Regions from separate parts of the Mus musculus genome. Here all the other regions are linked to region 2. Evidence: chromatin contacts called from public HiChIP or PLAC-seq, Micro-C and promoter capture Hi-C data. All regions are on one chromosome and are shown on one strand. Each heading gives the region's core, a stretch centred on a gene start, on an enhancer-like site or on the middle of the called end of the contact. The rest is flanking DNA. Distances are from core to core; before and after follow the strand shown. Region 1 holds the start of Tmem115 (transmembrane protein 115). Region 2 holds the start of Pcbp4 (poly(rC) binding protein 4). Region 3 holds the start of Rassf1 (Ras association (RalGDS/AF-6) domain family member 1). Region 4 holds the start of Rbm6 (RNA binding motif protein 6). Region 5 holds the start of Hyal2 (hyaluronoglucosaminidase 2).

Evidence for each region. Promoter capture Hi-C pulls out the DNA fragments that hold promoters and counts their contacts. Hi-C and Micro-C count contacts between places; a contact is called where the count stands out from the background. HiChIP or PLAC-seq counts read pairs in DNA pulled down with a chosen protein or histone mark.
Region 1: a contact with region 2 is called in a promoter capture Hi-C map of neural stem cells. The contact joins the promoter of Tmem115 here to the promoter of Pcbp4 in region 2. A contact is called at or near these places in 9 of 39 promoter capture datasets (the 3T3-L1 cell line, cranial neural crest, frontonasal cranial neural crest and 5 more), 4 of 484 Hi-C or Micro-C datasets (B cells, the C2C12 cell line, CD8 T cells and 1 more), 5 of 115 datasets of contacts at active chromatin or transcription factors (embryonic stem cells, extraembryonic endoderm stem cells, pancreatic cancer cells and 1 more) and 3 of 9 other capture datasets (adipose tissue, liver and macrophages).
Region 3: a Micro-C map of embryonic stem cells shows a contact between it and region 2, with 2.9 times the contacts expected there. The contact joins the promoter of Rassf1 here to the promoter of Pcbp4 in region 2. A contact is called at or near these places in 14 of 39 promoter capture datasets (the 3T3-L1 cell line, the C10 cell line, cranial neural crest and 8 more), 6 of 484 Hi-C or Micro-C datasets (B cells, the C2C12 cell line, cerebellum and 2 more), 2 of 115 datasets of contacts at active chromatin or transcription factors (embryonic stem cells and pancreatic cancer cells) and 2 of 9 other capture datasets (adipose tissue and liver).
Region 4: a contact with region 2 is called in a promoter capture Hi-C map of maxillary cranial neural crest. The contact joins the promoter of Rbm6 here to the promoter of Pcbp4 in region 2. A contact is called at or near these places in 2 of 39 promoter capture datasets (the 3T3-L1 cell line and maxillary cranial neural crest).
Region 5: an HNF4G HiChIP or PLAC-seq map of pancreatic cancer cells shows a contact between it and region 2. The contact joins the promoter of Hyal2 here to the promoter of Pcbp4 in region 2. A contact is called at or near these places in 11 of 39 promoter capture datasets (the 3T3-L1 cell line, the C10 cell line, cranial neural crest and 6 more), 1 of 484 Hi-C or Micro-C datasets (embryonic stem cells) and 5 of 115 datasets of contacts at active chromatin or transcription factors (craniofacial prominence, embryonic stem cells, large pre-B cells and 1 more).

Annotation. Positions count from the first base shown.
Region 1 is chr9:107,532,640-107,535,339 of GRCm38.p6, forward strand. Tmem115 (transmembrane protein 115) reads left to right here and starts at 1,306. Exons shown (of 2, transcript NM_019704.2): 1 at 1,306-2,690. The coding sequence starts at 1,840.
Region 2 is chr9:106,452,480-106,455,179 of GRCm38.p6, forward strand. Pcbp4 (poly(rC) binding protein 4) reads left to right here and starts at 1,359. Exons shown (of 13, transcript NM_021567.5): 1 at 1,359-1,528. Abhd14b (abhydrolase domain containing 14b) reads left to right here. Exons shown (of 4, transcript NM_029631.3): 4 at 1-439.
Region 3 is chr9:107,550,171-107,552,954 of GRCm38.p6, forward strand. It overlaps Rassf1 (Ras association (RalGDS/AF-6) domain family member 1), which reads left to right and starts at 1,385. Exons shown (of 6, transcript NM_001243748.1): 1 at 1,385-1,676. The coding sequence starts at 1,427. Zmynd10 (zinc finger, MYND domain containing 10) reads left to right here. Exons shown (of 12, transcript NM_053253.4): 9 at 114-239; 10 at 328-449; 11 at 570-695; 12 at 791-1,151. The coding sequence ends at 866. It overlaps Gm34106 (predicted gene, 34106), which reads right to left and starts at 667. Exons shown (of 2, transcript NR_168657.1): 1 at 527-667.
Region 4 is chr9:107,871,506-107,874,308 of GRCm38.p6, forward strand. It overlaps Rbm6 (RNA binding motif protein 6), which reads right to left and starts at 1,314. Exons shown (of 21, transcript NM_011251.3): 1 at 1,144-1,314.
Region 5 is chr9:107,567,577-107,570,463 of GRCm38.p6, forward strand. Hyal2 (hyaluronoglucosaminidase 2) reads left to right here and starts at 1,587. Exons shown (of 4, transcript NM_010489.2): 1 at 1,587-1,657; 2 at 2,528-2,887. The coding sequence starts at 2,574.

The sequences.
Region 1 (2,700 bases), core at 56-2,555, 1.1 Mb after region 2:
ATATATATATATATAACAAAAATCTCAGGGTTGGGGAGATGACTCCATAGTTAATAATGCCTGATGCTCTTACAGAGAACCTGTACCCCAGCACCCACATCTGGTGGCTCAGAAATCCAGCTTCCGACATGCTGTGGCCTCTGTGGTGGCTTGCACACTTAACGGCATATACACACAAAGACACACATACATGTAAATAAAATAACTTTTTTGGGGGTGGGGGAGGGTCGAGACAGGGTTTCTCTGTATAGCCCTGGCTGTCCTAAAACTCACTTTGTAGACCAGGCTGGCCTCGAACTCAGAAATCCACCTGCCTCTTCCTCCCGAGTGCTGGGATTAAAGGTGTGTGCCACCACGCCCGGCTATAAAATAACTTTTAAATACATCTCAAACACCCTGTTGACAGCCACTATAGCATAAAGTTGAGCCTAGACCAACTTGGCACTTATAGAGAGACTTAAATATATTTTTTCTTTAATGTTCATTGGTGTTTTGCCTGCATGTGTGTCTGTGTAAGGGTGTCAGAAACCCTGGAACTGGAGTTACAGTTATGAGCTGCCATGTGGTTGCTGGGAATTGAACCCAGGTCCTCTAGAAGAGCAGTCAGTGCTCTTAACCGCTAATCCATCGCTCCAGCTCAAGGGAGATTTCTCTGTCCAGTGGAATCAAGTGGGAAAAGAGTCGCTGAAGTAGCACAGCCTTGACCCTTATTCCCCCTTAGGTGGAAAGTTCATGTACAATTACAAGTACAATTCGCTGGAACAAGGACAATGTGAACGAACACCCAATACAACAATGGCAAGTCGTTTACACAGTTGCCTTCTTTGATCGTTAAGATAGGAAGAGCCTGCCATCATCATCATTTTTAAGGCTCCTGAAATTGCAGCGGGGAACTTGGTCAATAACACAGTGACTACAAATGACTGAACAAGCCCATCTTAGGCTTCACTTGCCAGACGACAGTTTCTGGTTAGTTCACACACGTTGGTACAACTCATCAGAACCGTTCACATTCTTATGTACCTGCTTACAAAGACACTGCTGTACCTGTACAAATCCTAAATAGAGCCAATCTCCTCCAAAGAATTGAGCAAGTGTGTGTGGCCCAAGGCGGTGCTACCTCTTGAACCCGCCCACTTAACACCTCCCTTTACTGCATCAGGAATACTGATCTCAACTTCCATAACTCCTAAGAACTGGAGGAGTAAGCACTGAAAACTACAACTCCCAAGCTCCCTAGCCCGTACACTCTACGGGACCGGTCGGCGCACAGCTTCTGGGACTTGTGGTTCTATGAAGAAACCGGTCGGCTAGGTCCCAAGGACTCCGTATCCCAGCATGCCGAGAAGCCGGAAGGCAAGCGCTCAGAGGGCGTACTGCCGCGGCCGCCGGCGGGGGCGCGCAGGCGCGGCGCCCCTGTTTGTCGGCCCCGGAGAGGGGAGGAGGTACCGTCAAGCCAAAACCCTAGCCCAGCCGGAGCTAAACGGGCTTGACTTGGGCCGGAACGAGGCACCAGTTCCCCGCAGATCGCAGAGTCTCAGAGTGGATGGAGGAAGCCTAGCCTTGAGATTAACGCTAGCCTGGCCGCTGGGCCGACGGAACCCGCAGGCAGGCGAGCCCAAGCTACCCAGGGCCTAACGACAGGTCCCCGGCAAGAAGACTTTCTCCTCGCTTTGGAACTACAACCGGATCAAACCGGAACCAGAGCCTTCCCACGGAACAGAAGCCAGTGAAGTAGCCGGGCCCGGGCCTCCCGTCGGGGCCGAACTGGGACGAGGCCCCGGGGAGGCCCCTAGGCCACCTTCCACACATTCCCTTAAGCCAACGTCCGCCAGGAAGATGCAACGCGCCCTACCTGGTGCCCGCCAACATCTGGGGGCCATCCTGGCCAGCGCCAGCGTGGTGGTGAAGGCACTGTGCGCCGTGGTACTGTTTCTCTACCTGCTTTCCTTCGCTGTGGACACGGGCTGCCTGGCCGTCACCCCAGGCTACCTTTTCCCACCCAACTTCTGGATCTGGACCCTGGCCACCCACGGGCTCATGGAACAGCACGTGTGGGACGTGGCCATTAGCCTGGCCACAGTGGTTGTGGCCGGGCGATTACTGGAGCCCCTCTGGGGAGCCTTGGAGCTGCTCATCTTCTTCTCGGTGGTGAATGTGTCAGTGGGGCTTCTGGGGGCCCTCGCCTACCTCCTCACCTACATGGCTTCCTTCAACTTGGTTTACCTGTTCACTATTCGTATCCACGGCGCCCTGGGTTTCCTAGGTGGTGTTCTGGTAGCCCTCAAGCAAACTATGGGAGACTGTGTGGTTCTGCGAGTGCCCCAGGTCCGCGTCAGCGTCGTTCCCATGCTGTTGCTGGCGTTGCTGCTACTCCTCCGGTTGGCCACGCTGCTCCAGAGCCCAGCCCTGGCTTCCTACGGCTTTGGGCTGCTATCCAGTTGGGTGTATCTTCGCTTCTATCAGCGCCATAGCCGGGGCCGAGGGGACATGGCTGACCATTTTGCTTTTGCCACCTTCTTCCCGGAGATCCTGCAACCGGTGGTGGGGCTGCTAGCGAACTTGGTGCACGGCCTCCTGGTGAAAGTAAAGATATGCCAGAAGACAGTGAAGCGCTACGATGTGGGAGCGCCGTCGTCCATCACTATCAGCCTCCCAGGCACAGACCCTCAAGATGCGGAGCGCAGAAGGTACTGGGAA
Region 2 (2,700 bases), core at 109-2,608:
GCCATTCCTTCTGCCGCCCACCCCCCTTAGACCACAGACAGCATATGGGTATTGCTTGTTTAGATCCATCCCACACCCAGACAGAACCTTTCCCTTGGGAGCAGCACAGGGGTCCCACATTCTTGTGTAGTTTGCACAGGTACATGTGCAGTTTCCTGAAGGATGGAGGGAATCTTTGTAAACAGAGATCCACTTGCCAGGATAAAAATGTGGCCACCGCTAGATTTCTCTTACCTACCCGTTGCAACTGGTCCCAGACCAGAATGGCCTCCTCAGAAGGGGAGGTGCTCTTCAAATCTCCCTTAGGGGCTGCATACCTCCCCAGGTAATCAAGCACGGATCTTCTCAGCCAAGCCCATTTCCTGCCCTGAGGTTTGGGAGTGGGATAAGGAGAGGAGACCGACTTCGGAGGTCCCTGAAATAAAGTGATACAATTAGACCTCACATGCTTTTGCTGTCTCCGGAGCGCCGCCCCTCCCCCTTCCCCTTGGGACTGCCACTGTGGGCTCCTCCCCCACCCTGGCGGGACCAAATGGTCCCCCTGCCCTTTGTCCACTAGGCCAGATGGAGGGAAAGGGAGATTGGATTCCCCTCCCCACCCACATACATCCAGGTGCCAAGAGACTCAGCTGAGGGGGGAGGTGTAGGTCAGTGGGACCTATATGAGCCGATTACTGAAAGGGGGAGAATATCTGCTCTGAGATGGGGGAAGGGCAGGCTCAATTCCCCCCCCCCCCCACACACCCACCCACACACATATACACACACACACACAACCTATCCCTTTCCTAGTAAAGGAGTTAATGGCACTCTGACCCTAGCTCCAAAAGGAATTTGGCAGGAGATTGGAAGGATCACGGGACAGGTTGTTTAAGGGCCAAACGGCTCTCATGCCCCTCCTCCAGCTGGTCGGGTAGCCTCTCCTGGGAGGACCAGGACCAGGGTCGGACAGTGCGGACGCCGGAGGTAGCGGGTCTAGGTGGGCTGGACCCCGGAGTGAAGGATGGTGAAGAAGCAAGAGCCGGGGCAGGGCAGAGGGCTGTGGGACAGAAGCCGGGAGGCGCGGCCAGGACTGAGATGAAGGCTGCGGGGAGCTCCGCAGAAGCGCTGGGCGGGAAGGACAGGCCGGGAGAGAGCCATACAGGGAGGATCCGGGGCCCCTGGTGAGCCGCATGGGAAGGGTCCATCGCTCCCTCCCGGAAACGACGGATGCTCGGGGCGCCGGACCGCGCGGGGCGGGGCGGGGCGGGGCGGGGCGGGCGGCTGCGGCACTGGGGCTGCTGGGGCGGGCCCGCCGCGCTGTAATCGGATCCGGGGAGGGGGCGGGGCGGGGCCGGGCCAGGCGGGCCGGGGGGTGGGGGTGGGGGGGCGCGGAGCCGGGCTCCGGGCCGGCCGGGCTCCGCGCCTGTCAAACCCCTCATTGTTCGCAGCTGATGTCACTCGCAGTTGTGAGCGGCCGCCTTTCCCGGGGACAATGTGGGACTGAGCGGCCCAGCCGCTGCCGCCGCCGCAGAACAGCCCCAGCGAGGTAAGGCGCGGGCCGGGCGGGGCACCGCGGGCCATTGAAGTTTGGGGGTTCGCTGGGGGGGGGCGGGGAATCGGCTCCAGTGTGCACCCGATCGCGGTCCTGGGGGGGGGGGCGCTGCGAAGAACACGTTTTCTGTCCAATGCGGCTGAGGCCTGTACAGGTGGGGGGCGTTGGTTTTCCAGGGGAACACCCCACTACAGGGAGGGGTTTCTTGGACCTTGGGTACCAGGTTTGAAGCTCTCATCCTGTTTGCCGTTTCTGTCCTTTGAGCTCTCAGTTCTGGACCTCATGTCCCGGGTTCGGGTTCTACTTCGTCCCTGTTCTCATCTGCCACTCTCTGCAGCTCCTGGCTCTCACACACACCCCTTCCCATTCTCTGCAGTCCTTCGGGGAGCCAGACACAGACCTCCAGGCCAAGGTGGATGGAGATAGTTGGGAGCACAGTGTTCTCCCCCCTTCCTGTGGCTCTTCATCTCCAGCTCTGACCTAGCTTCTTGGCTGGGGTACTGGGGATGGAGGTGAAGGGACTCCGCCACATACTTAAACCTGGCCTTCAGGCATCCCTGGCTAGGAGAGGGAGGTGCCCACCTCCTCACACTCCTAAACCAGGCCCGCCATCTTGAGACCTGTGGCACCCAGAGCCCCGCCCCACCCCGGCACCCAAGGGAATGGTCCTCCAGGGGATGTACCTTGGTCCTTTCACACCCCTTCTCTCAGAATGTGTGGCTTTGGGTTCCCACCAAGCCAAAGACGTTACCTTCTCCCTGGACCAACAAGGCATGTGTCCCCAGGGTTCCTGTCTTCCCTATAAACACACTAAGCTTTGGTCAGGAGTTATCTCTGGCGTTCAGTGTTCAGTGGGGTCACCCTGGTGGCCTCAGGGCCAACATCTGGGAGGGTCTATTGTTTTTTCCATTTGAGAGTATTATCTTTCTAGGTCCTGGAACCCCTTCTTGTTTCAAAGCACCCCTATCCCAGCCCCCACCCCGTAGCCTTCATCAGCACGCAGGCTCAGGCTGCCCAAACACAAGGGGATTGTTCTCTTTGCATGCTCAGGGTGGGGGGCTGGGAGCGGGCGGCCCACACACCCTGGCAGGCCCAGGCTGCAGAGAGGATGGCTTGCCCCACCCTGTGTCCCCAGACAGGCTCTGTCCACCCGCCCACTCTCCTCC
Region 3 (2,784 bases), core at 135-2,634, 1.1 Mb after region 2:
GGTAAGATGCAAACCCTCCAAGGACGCTCAGCCCAATTTCAGGACTTCCTGTCTCTTGGCCCTCTGGCTAGGAACAGTTAGTTTCTCAATGGCCTTCCCTGGATCTCTTGCAGCTTCAGGCCTTCCTCACTGACACACTACTCGACCAGTTGCCCAATCTTGCCGATCTGAAGGGTTTCCTGGCCCACCTGTCCCTGGCTGAAACCCAGCCCCCTAAGAAGGACCTAGTGTTAGAACAGGTAAGGCCCTAGAACATGCTTGGGAGTGCTTGGGACGGTGGTCCACTTTTCCGGCTCCTTCCTCCCTGTCTCCATTACACTTTTTTAGATCCCAGAAATCTGGGATCGCCTGGAGAGAGAGAACAAAGGGAAATGGCAGGCTATCGCCAAGCACCAGCTTCAGCACGTATTCAGCCTCTCGGAGAAGGATCTTCGTCAACAAGCACAGAGGTAAAGTCCACTGAGTGGCTGAAGTCACGTGCATAGGACCAAGGAGGGAAGGTCACCTAGTGCTTCTGTGCACCTACCTGCCCGGTCCGTCCATTCAGCTCTTCTCGACTCCTCCCCCAGGTGGGCTGAAACCTACAGGCTGGATGTCCTAGAGGCAGTAGCTCCGGAGAGGCCCCGCTGCGGCTACTGCAACGCAGAGGCCTCCAAGCGCTGCTCCAGATGCCAGAATGTGTGGTATTGCTGCAGGTGAGGCGATCCTGGGACCTTAGTTGCCCCCCTAAGCTCCAACCCTGGGTTCTCCTACAAGCCCTGTCATTGTCATGCAACCCACCCCGCTGCAGGGAGTGTCAAGTCAAGCACTGGGAGAAGCACGGAAAGACATGTGTTCTAGCAGCCCAAGGTGACAGAGCCAAGTGAAGGCCGTAGCTGCCGAGGGCCGACAGAAGAGCGCACCCAGACTGTGACTGAGCTTCAGGGACTCGTGGCTCGCCCCTGTCAGACCTCAATTTCCCTGGTGAGCACAGCTGAGTCAAGTAGAGCTGCAAACCACCACACTCTTCACTTCCTGCCCCACCCAGCGAATACGCAGAGGACCAGGCCACAGCATCAGCAAACTGGCAGACAGGGTTGGGGGGTGTAAGCAAGGGCCGGATGTGGAGACCCTCTTCCTTTCGCACAATAAAGCAGACTCATGAAACGCAACAGTGTGGCGCTGTACAGTCATCCTTGGGGTCGGGGGAGAAGACTGGACGGAAAGATTGGGAAGGGGCTCTTTGAAAGGGCCCACCCCTGTGCCGTGCCCCGCCCACAAGTCCACACGGTCGGCTCGCCTAGGGTTCCAGCGCGTCCTCCTCGGCTCTTTCCCGCCGCCCTGCCTGGATCCTGGGGGCGGTGCCGAAGTCGCGGCCCGCCCTGCGGCCTCGCCCGCTCGGTACTCACTAGCTGCTAGTCCGCTACAGCACCGGCCTGACCGGGCCATGTCGGCGGAGCCAGAACTCATTGAACTACGCGAGCTGGCACCGTCCGGGCGCATCGGTCCAGGCCGTACCCGGCTGGAGCGTGCCAACGCTCTGCGCATCGCCCCGGGTACAACACGCAATCCGTCACAGCAGCACGTCCCGGGTCGTGGCCACCGTTTCCAGCCTGCAGGGCCCACCACGCACACGTGGTGCGACCTCTGTGGAGACTTCATCTGGGGCGTCGTGCGCAAGGGCCTACAGTGCGCGCGTGAGTAAGCGGCCCCACACAGCCAGCGACTACGGAAAGGGAGGCAGCACCATAGTTGCGGGTCAAGCGGCAGTGGAGGGCTGGTCAGTTGTGATGATCCTGCAGACCAGATCTCCTGGCCTTGCTCCATCAGGGAGAGTGCTTGAGAAAATGGTTTATCACTTGTCACGCTCTGTCCGTGCACAGTTGGGCAGAGTTAGTTGTCTGTGAATAAGAAGGTGCTTCAAGTTTGTCTTTAAAGTGCTTGTGCCCTTTCTTGAAAAGCCTTTGTGCCTGCTGAGCTCTGAGCCTACATTCCGAGGCCCGCCTCTTCCCAACGATTGGCTCACTGTGTTCCCCCTCTAGATTCCTGGGTGACGTCTCCCACATTAATAGGGGGCCAGAAAAAGTTAGAACCTTAGTTAGGCTCCTTGTTAGTAGGAATTCTATTGAAACTTCAGTCAAGGTTGTTTTGAGTCAAGGATGCAGAGGCTAAAACATGGAGTCCAGCCACACACACAATGAGTGGTCCTTCTGACCTAGGAATTACCAGCAAACAGAACCACGCAGGACAATATATACCTTCCAGTCTCCTCGCGCCTACTTCTCCTCTCAGACTTGTTGACTCCGTTGTTGAAAGTGGACCTTAGGCATCCTGGTTTTTCTGTTTTGGTTTGGTTTTTTGGTTGTTTTGTTGTGTTTTAAGACAGGGTTTCACTCTGCAGCCCTGGCTTGCCTAGAACTCTCTATGCAGACCAGGCTGTGACAAGCAACCCACCTGCCCCTGCCTCCCAAGTTCTGATGTATAGTTTTGAGTTGAGAATCGGTGCTTTGGGCCATATAGGAACTTAAAAATGGCACTGTAGGCCTGTGTGTGCCTCCAGATCATCTCATTCACTATACAAGTATGTCACAAACTCAGCTAGTGTAGCAGTTTGTGACAGAATGCCACATGAGAGCAAGAGCTGCGGCATCTCAGCATTCACAAGGAGAAAGAAAGCTGCTCTGGGGTTCTTGTCTAGGAAGCAAGACAGTTTGGGAGATAAGGAAGAAACCAAAGGCAAATGGAGGGTTTGCTTCAGATTGGGCTTACAGTGATAACTTGTTGAGATAGGAACCCTGGGGTGGA
Region 4 (2,803 bases), core at 64-2,563, 1.4 Mb after region 2:
GAGCTAAATAAAATTCAGACTCAAAGTTTTTAGGGTCTCAATGCAGCTTAGGGCGCTTCAAACCTGACATCCTCCTGCCTCATCCTCCTAAACTTCAGGATTAAACTCCACTAAGCCTGGCAGTAGATTCAACCACTATGTTTCCTCAAGTTAGTATTTTAGTGCTAAGTTACTTTCCACATTGTCATTAGCTGTTGACACTTTCCCCTTTGATTCTCACAAGCTTAGTAATGTTAACTGTGACATATTTAGTCAACAGGAAGTTGAAAACTAACAATCCTAAGGCACAATCCAGAGTTCAGAAAATGACCTGGGTGATCAAGCGGATAAAAAAGAAAAAAAAAAAAACCTACTCCTTAACTTATATCCAATTAGTCTGAAATTAATAAGAATGCCTAGGGTGGGGGTGAGGGGGAGGAGAAAATATACAAACTACCTCAAGTATATGTGCTCTACAAATAAGGCCTTTTGTTTTTAATTAAGAAACGCAACCCCACACTTGAATTCATTAGCTCAACGTCAATTATAAAGTTAAAAGAAAAGCACATTATTAACAACGCCAAAAGGAATCTAAAGCACGAATATGTGGGAACATCACTCTCCTCCTACATTCGCCCAACCGGTACAGAACCCACCAGTCACCCTCGCCCACCTCCCGGTTCTACGGGCCCGTGGGCCAGGTTCTGAACTCTCGCACCTTCCTGGTTGGGTGTCTGGGTGGGCGGCCAAGGTTACTTGCAGGGCACAAGAGTTCCGTATCTAGTGATGTCTCTCAGGACAAGATCACAAACACAAGGGGAAAGAGAAAGAAATCTCTCCTGCAGCACCACAGAGCTGAGCGCCAGAACCGCTGCCACGCGCGGGTCCCTCGCCCCACAGCTGGCCGCTCCGCGCTGGGACCGGTAATTCTACAGCCGCCTCGGGCCCCGCCCCGGGCCCGCGACCGTTCCGGGGCGTTCCTGCCGCGAGCGGCGCCTCCCGCGACACACGACTGTTTTCGCAAGCGAGCGAGGCCGCGGCCGCCCCGTGTCTTCGAAGCCACGGCTGCTAGGCCGCGCGGGCCCGCGATTTCCAGAGCCGCCAGGCCCGCTGACCCCGTCCCAGAAGCTCGGGCACGCCCTCTCTCCTAGCCTGGGCCCTTACCAAAGCAGCGTAGCCGCCGCGGCCCGCTTCTCCTCCTCCTCAGAGGCCGCCACGGACCCAGCGTCCCGGAGACCGGAACTTCCTCCCGGTGGGCTCCGGCTTCCACAAAGGCGTCGCGCCACCGCCTTCAGCGCTGGGCCCGCCGGGAGATGAAGTACGGCCGCAAATCCCGCGGCCTCCTCTCCCGCCGTGCCCTGCGCGCAGCGGCTTTGACGGCTGGTGGAGCTGCTGCCCAATGGAAAGGCACGCTGTTAGCCACTGCCCAATTAGAAGGCACGCTTCTCCGCAGGGCCTGCCGGGAGTTATGGTTTGGCTTCAGTGCTGTCACTGCTTCTCTGGTGTTTTCCTCGCAAGTGTGCAAGGGGTCCGGGTGGCTTAGACAGCCTAGTGACACACCCTGCCAGGTGCTGGGGGACGGTCCTGCCTTGCCCCTTGGGAAAGAGAGAGATTGTCAGTTCGGGTGCAGAAAATGGGAGGAGATCTTTCCGGTCTTATTCCGTTACGGCAAAGGGCTGCTGGCTTTTCGGCTACATAAATAAGACCCCTTCTACCTAAGTCCAGAGAATAAATGCAAAAGTACTGCTTGAGTTGAAGTATTAGGACCCAAAGACTCGTCCTTTTTTACCTTCCGACAGACTTCTGGTCAAACACTCCAGGCGGAAATCATCCGTGTAAAAAGGTTCAGTAGCTCAACCCATTAAAAAAAAATAATAAAACTTGTTTCTACAGGTCCCGCTAGCTCTAGGCAATAAATGTAGACACGCGTGACTCGCCACAAAAACTGCACATCGTAATTCTAACGGAAAGAAAGCAAAGTAACTGTTGATACGCAACCTCTTCCAGAATCTTCCAGCTAATGATCTACCTGACTCCCAAGTTCTCAGGTAGATTGTCTATATTGTGAGGGGTTTGCTTATCCCAGCCACCTGGTGCCTTGTGTGTATGCCCTGGCGATATATGATATTGTAGCCTAATTCGATTCTTCAAGGTCAAAGAAAGACACTTGGAGAAACAGTTCATCAGTTAAAAACACTGGTTGCTCTCCAGAGGTTCAATTCCCAAAAACTACGTGGCGGTTCACAATCCTCTGTTCCTTCAGTTCAAAGAGATCCAATGCTCTTTTCTAGCCTCTGAGGGGACTGTACATATGTGACAAATAAAATATCAATAAATGCTGCTGCCATAAATGCCCACTGGAAAAAGCTGGGCATGGAGACAGGAAGTGATGGTGCAATACTTTAATCCCTCCACTCCAGAGGCAGAAACAGATGTACCTTTGAGTTCAAGGCAAGCCTGTTCTACAGAGTGAGTTCTAGTACAGTCTGGGCTACAAAAAGGAACCCCTGTGTGATGGTTTGCATATGCTCAGCTCAGGGAGTGGCACTATTAGAAGTTGTGACCCTGTTGGAGTAGGTGTGTCACTGTGGGTGTAGGCAATAAGATTCTTATCCTAGCTGCCTGGAAGTCAGTATTCTGCTAGCAGCTTTCAGGTAAAGATGTAGAACTCTCAGCTCCTCCTAAGTCATGTCTTCCTGGATGCCATGTTCCTGCCTTGAGGATAATGAACTGAACCTCTAAACCTGTAAACCAGCCCCAATTAAATGTTGTAATTTCTAAGACTTGCTTTGGTCATGGTGTCTGTTCACAACAGTAAAAACCT
Region 5 (2,887 bases), core at 337-2,836, 1.1 Mb after region 2:
ATTCGCTCAACCACCCAGCAAATTGACTCCCATGAATACAGCCAGCCACTTGGGCCCCCTCACACCCTACTGGATTTGAGGATGATGCAAAACTTGGAGAAAGATGAGCCCTTGGTTCCTAGGCCCATATCCTTCCCATCACCTGGCACAACTCATGCAGACCTTCCTGAGAGGAAGGGTGCAAAGGGCAGCCAGCCACCAAGGGAAACAGGGTCAAGGGGCTCTCCTCCCCGCCCCCCTGGCCCTTTCCGCCTGGAGGGCAGCAGGAAGTGAGGAGAAAGAGCAGGGATGGGAGGCGGGAGGGAGTGGGTGGGAAGGAATGGGGTTTATCAAATCCCCAGCAGACTGCCCAGAGGGCAGCAGCTGGCGCAAGGAACCTGGCTGGAGAGACTCTACTCAGGTGAGCGCAGAGTAGTACATAAAGCTAGTCCGCACTGCCATAAATGCGTGTACTCCTGCGGCGCTCCCTAGCTTCCAAGCTTGCGGTAGGGAAAGGGGCTGGCGGCCAGAAGCGGACTTTCGGAGATTTGAGTCGTGCATTGGAGAGCAGATCTAAGAGGCGAGGGTACAGGTCTAAACCTAGTCCTCACTGGAAGGGGATTGCAAGGCAGAAAGGTTCAGAATATGGAGTCGGGGTACTAGGGAGACACTGAAGCCTCCTTTCTACGAAGTCAGGCCCGAAACTTTGGCAAATTGCTCTTTATTTGGAGTTGAGTGGGTACCCCTATGGACAACCATCCCACCTTCACCTCGTCGCAGAGACTGGTCCGGGGAGAATCCAGTAAATTGGCAAGCCCTGGCGTGGATCCGGTGAAAGTGGCTAGATCACTTTCCCCTTTGGCCCGACTGAACTTCAATCCCTTTGGCAAGGCAGCGACCCACCCCCCTGGTTACCAGGACAACCACTATGTCTGCTTTGCCAAAGGAGGGCTCAGAAGCTGTACTAGGCCCCCTCCTCTAGACGGGCAAAACAAAAGGCGGGGCTTCCTTCTGACCGCAGACAGACTAGTGGAGGGAACCTGGGCTCAGCGAAGGCGGGTCATTAATGTTCCAAGAGGTTCTGGATCCACTCGTGTCAAAATCTCTTACACTAGACAAAGGGCCCACTTTGCTAGAGTCCATATTCAGACAGGTGGGATTGAATCCGCAGCTACCCCCAGTCAAGGCTTCAGCTATAAGCTTTTATTTCAAATGCCATTACCACCACTACCCCCTCATTCCGCTCGCGCCCGCCCCATCCAATGTTCTATCCCTTTAAGAGGCCAGCTGCAAAGAGTGGATTGTTCCACTGACGACAGATTGTGGGGGTAATATCTCAGGCTGGTTAGCTCTGGTGGCTAAAACCAGCGGGAATCCCCATTCCAGGAGGTATTCAATCTCAGATACATAACTATGTTCCTCTACAGAAGATCTAAGGGTCCTCGAACTCGAAACGCAGCACTGGCAAAAAGGAAGAGAAACACACCCTCCCTACGAGGCCGTAAATTCTGCCATCCACCCACCTCCGAGGCAGGATTCTTAAAGGGCCCGCGGGCCTCGGGGCGGAGCCAACAGAGGCTCGAGCTGGGGCAGTGCTTGGGCGAAGGGCCGGATCGGGCTTGGTTGGTACCAGGATGGCGGCGGCCCTGGCGTGGGTCCTGGTGGCGCCTGGTTCGAGGTGAGGGCGGGCGTCGCAAGCCTGGTGACTCTCTTCCTGTGAGATGGGCTCTGAATCTCTAGGGGCGCCCTCATAAGTGACCCAGGAACCCCACCCCCACCCGGCTGAACTCTGGCCCCACGTGCGGGGCGGGGGCGGGGTCCCGCACAAAGACCGGAGTGGAATACTCTTTACCCGGGACCCCTTGTGCTGGGAGGTGAGGGTGTGGGCCGGTCGCGAAGTGCTCACACAGATTCTTGGTGGCTGTGGTGGGAAGGGCAGGTCGGCGAGCACCGCGGTGGGAAGTCCGCTGCCCCTTTGTCCCCGGGGCGCCTCCTCCTATCCTAAGAGTGTCGGTGCCCGAGACTAAGTCCTGACGTTCTTGCTCTTCTGCTTGGCGCACATTGCACAGATACCAGTTCCTCTGCAGTGTACCTAACAGCTTCCCAGCTTCTGTATGCGTTGTGCCCCAAATGCTGTCTCTTCTCAGAATCAATTCTGAGTTCGTAATGAGGGTGGGGGACATGGGGTGTTCAGAGTGTTTTAAAACTATTTACTGTATGGTATACAGGCATGTAAGTGACTCTAGCAGTGAGTCGGTAGCCTAATCAGTCCCTTTTTCAGAAAGGACATGGACCTAAAGGAGATTCTTGCCCAACCACGGGCAGCTCCCTGCTCTAGAAAGAGCTCTGTGGTTTCGGTAAATTCCCTAAGGTCTTTTGCCTACCCATCAGCATCCTGCTATCTCCCAAACCTGTTACAGCCTCGGCCATCTGAGCAGGAGCATGGTGTGCCGCACAGTATGGGTTTGGGGAGTTTATGTGGGATGAAGGTGCGTACACATCTCTGGAATTTGCTAGACTGACTTGTTCTCTCTCACACTTTCTTCAGTTCCTGAGCTGCTACCAGGCAGGTAACACTTCCTGTAGCCCCCAGCATGCGGGCAGGACTAGGTCCCATCATCACACTGGCCCTAGTGCTGGAGGTAGCATGGGCCGGGGAGCTTAAGCCCACAGCGCCGCCCATCTTCACTGGCCGACCCTTTGTGGTAGCATGGAACGTGCCCACACAAGAATGTGCCCCACGCCACAAAGTGCCACTGGACCTTAGGGCCTTCGATGTGAAGGCTACACCGAATGAGGGTTTTTTCAACCAGAATATCACCACCTTCTACTACGACCGTCTAGGCCTGTATCCACGTTTTGATGCAGCCGGGACATCTGTGCATGGCGGTGTGCCTCAGAACGGCAG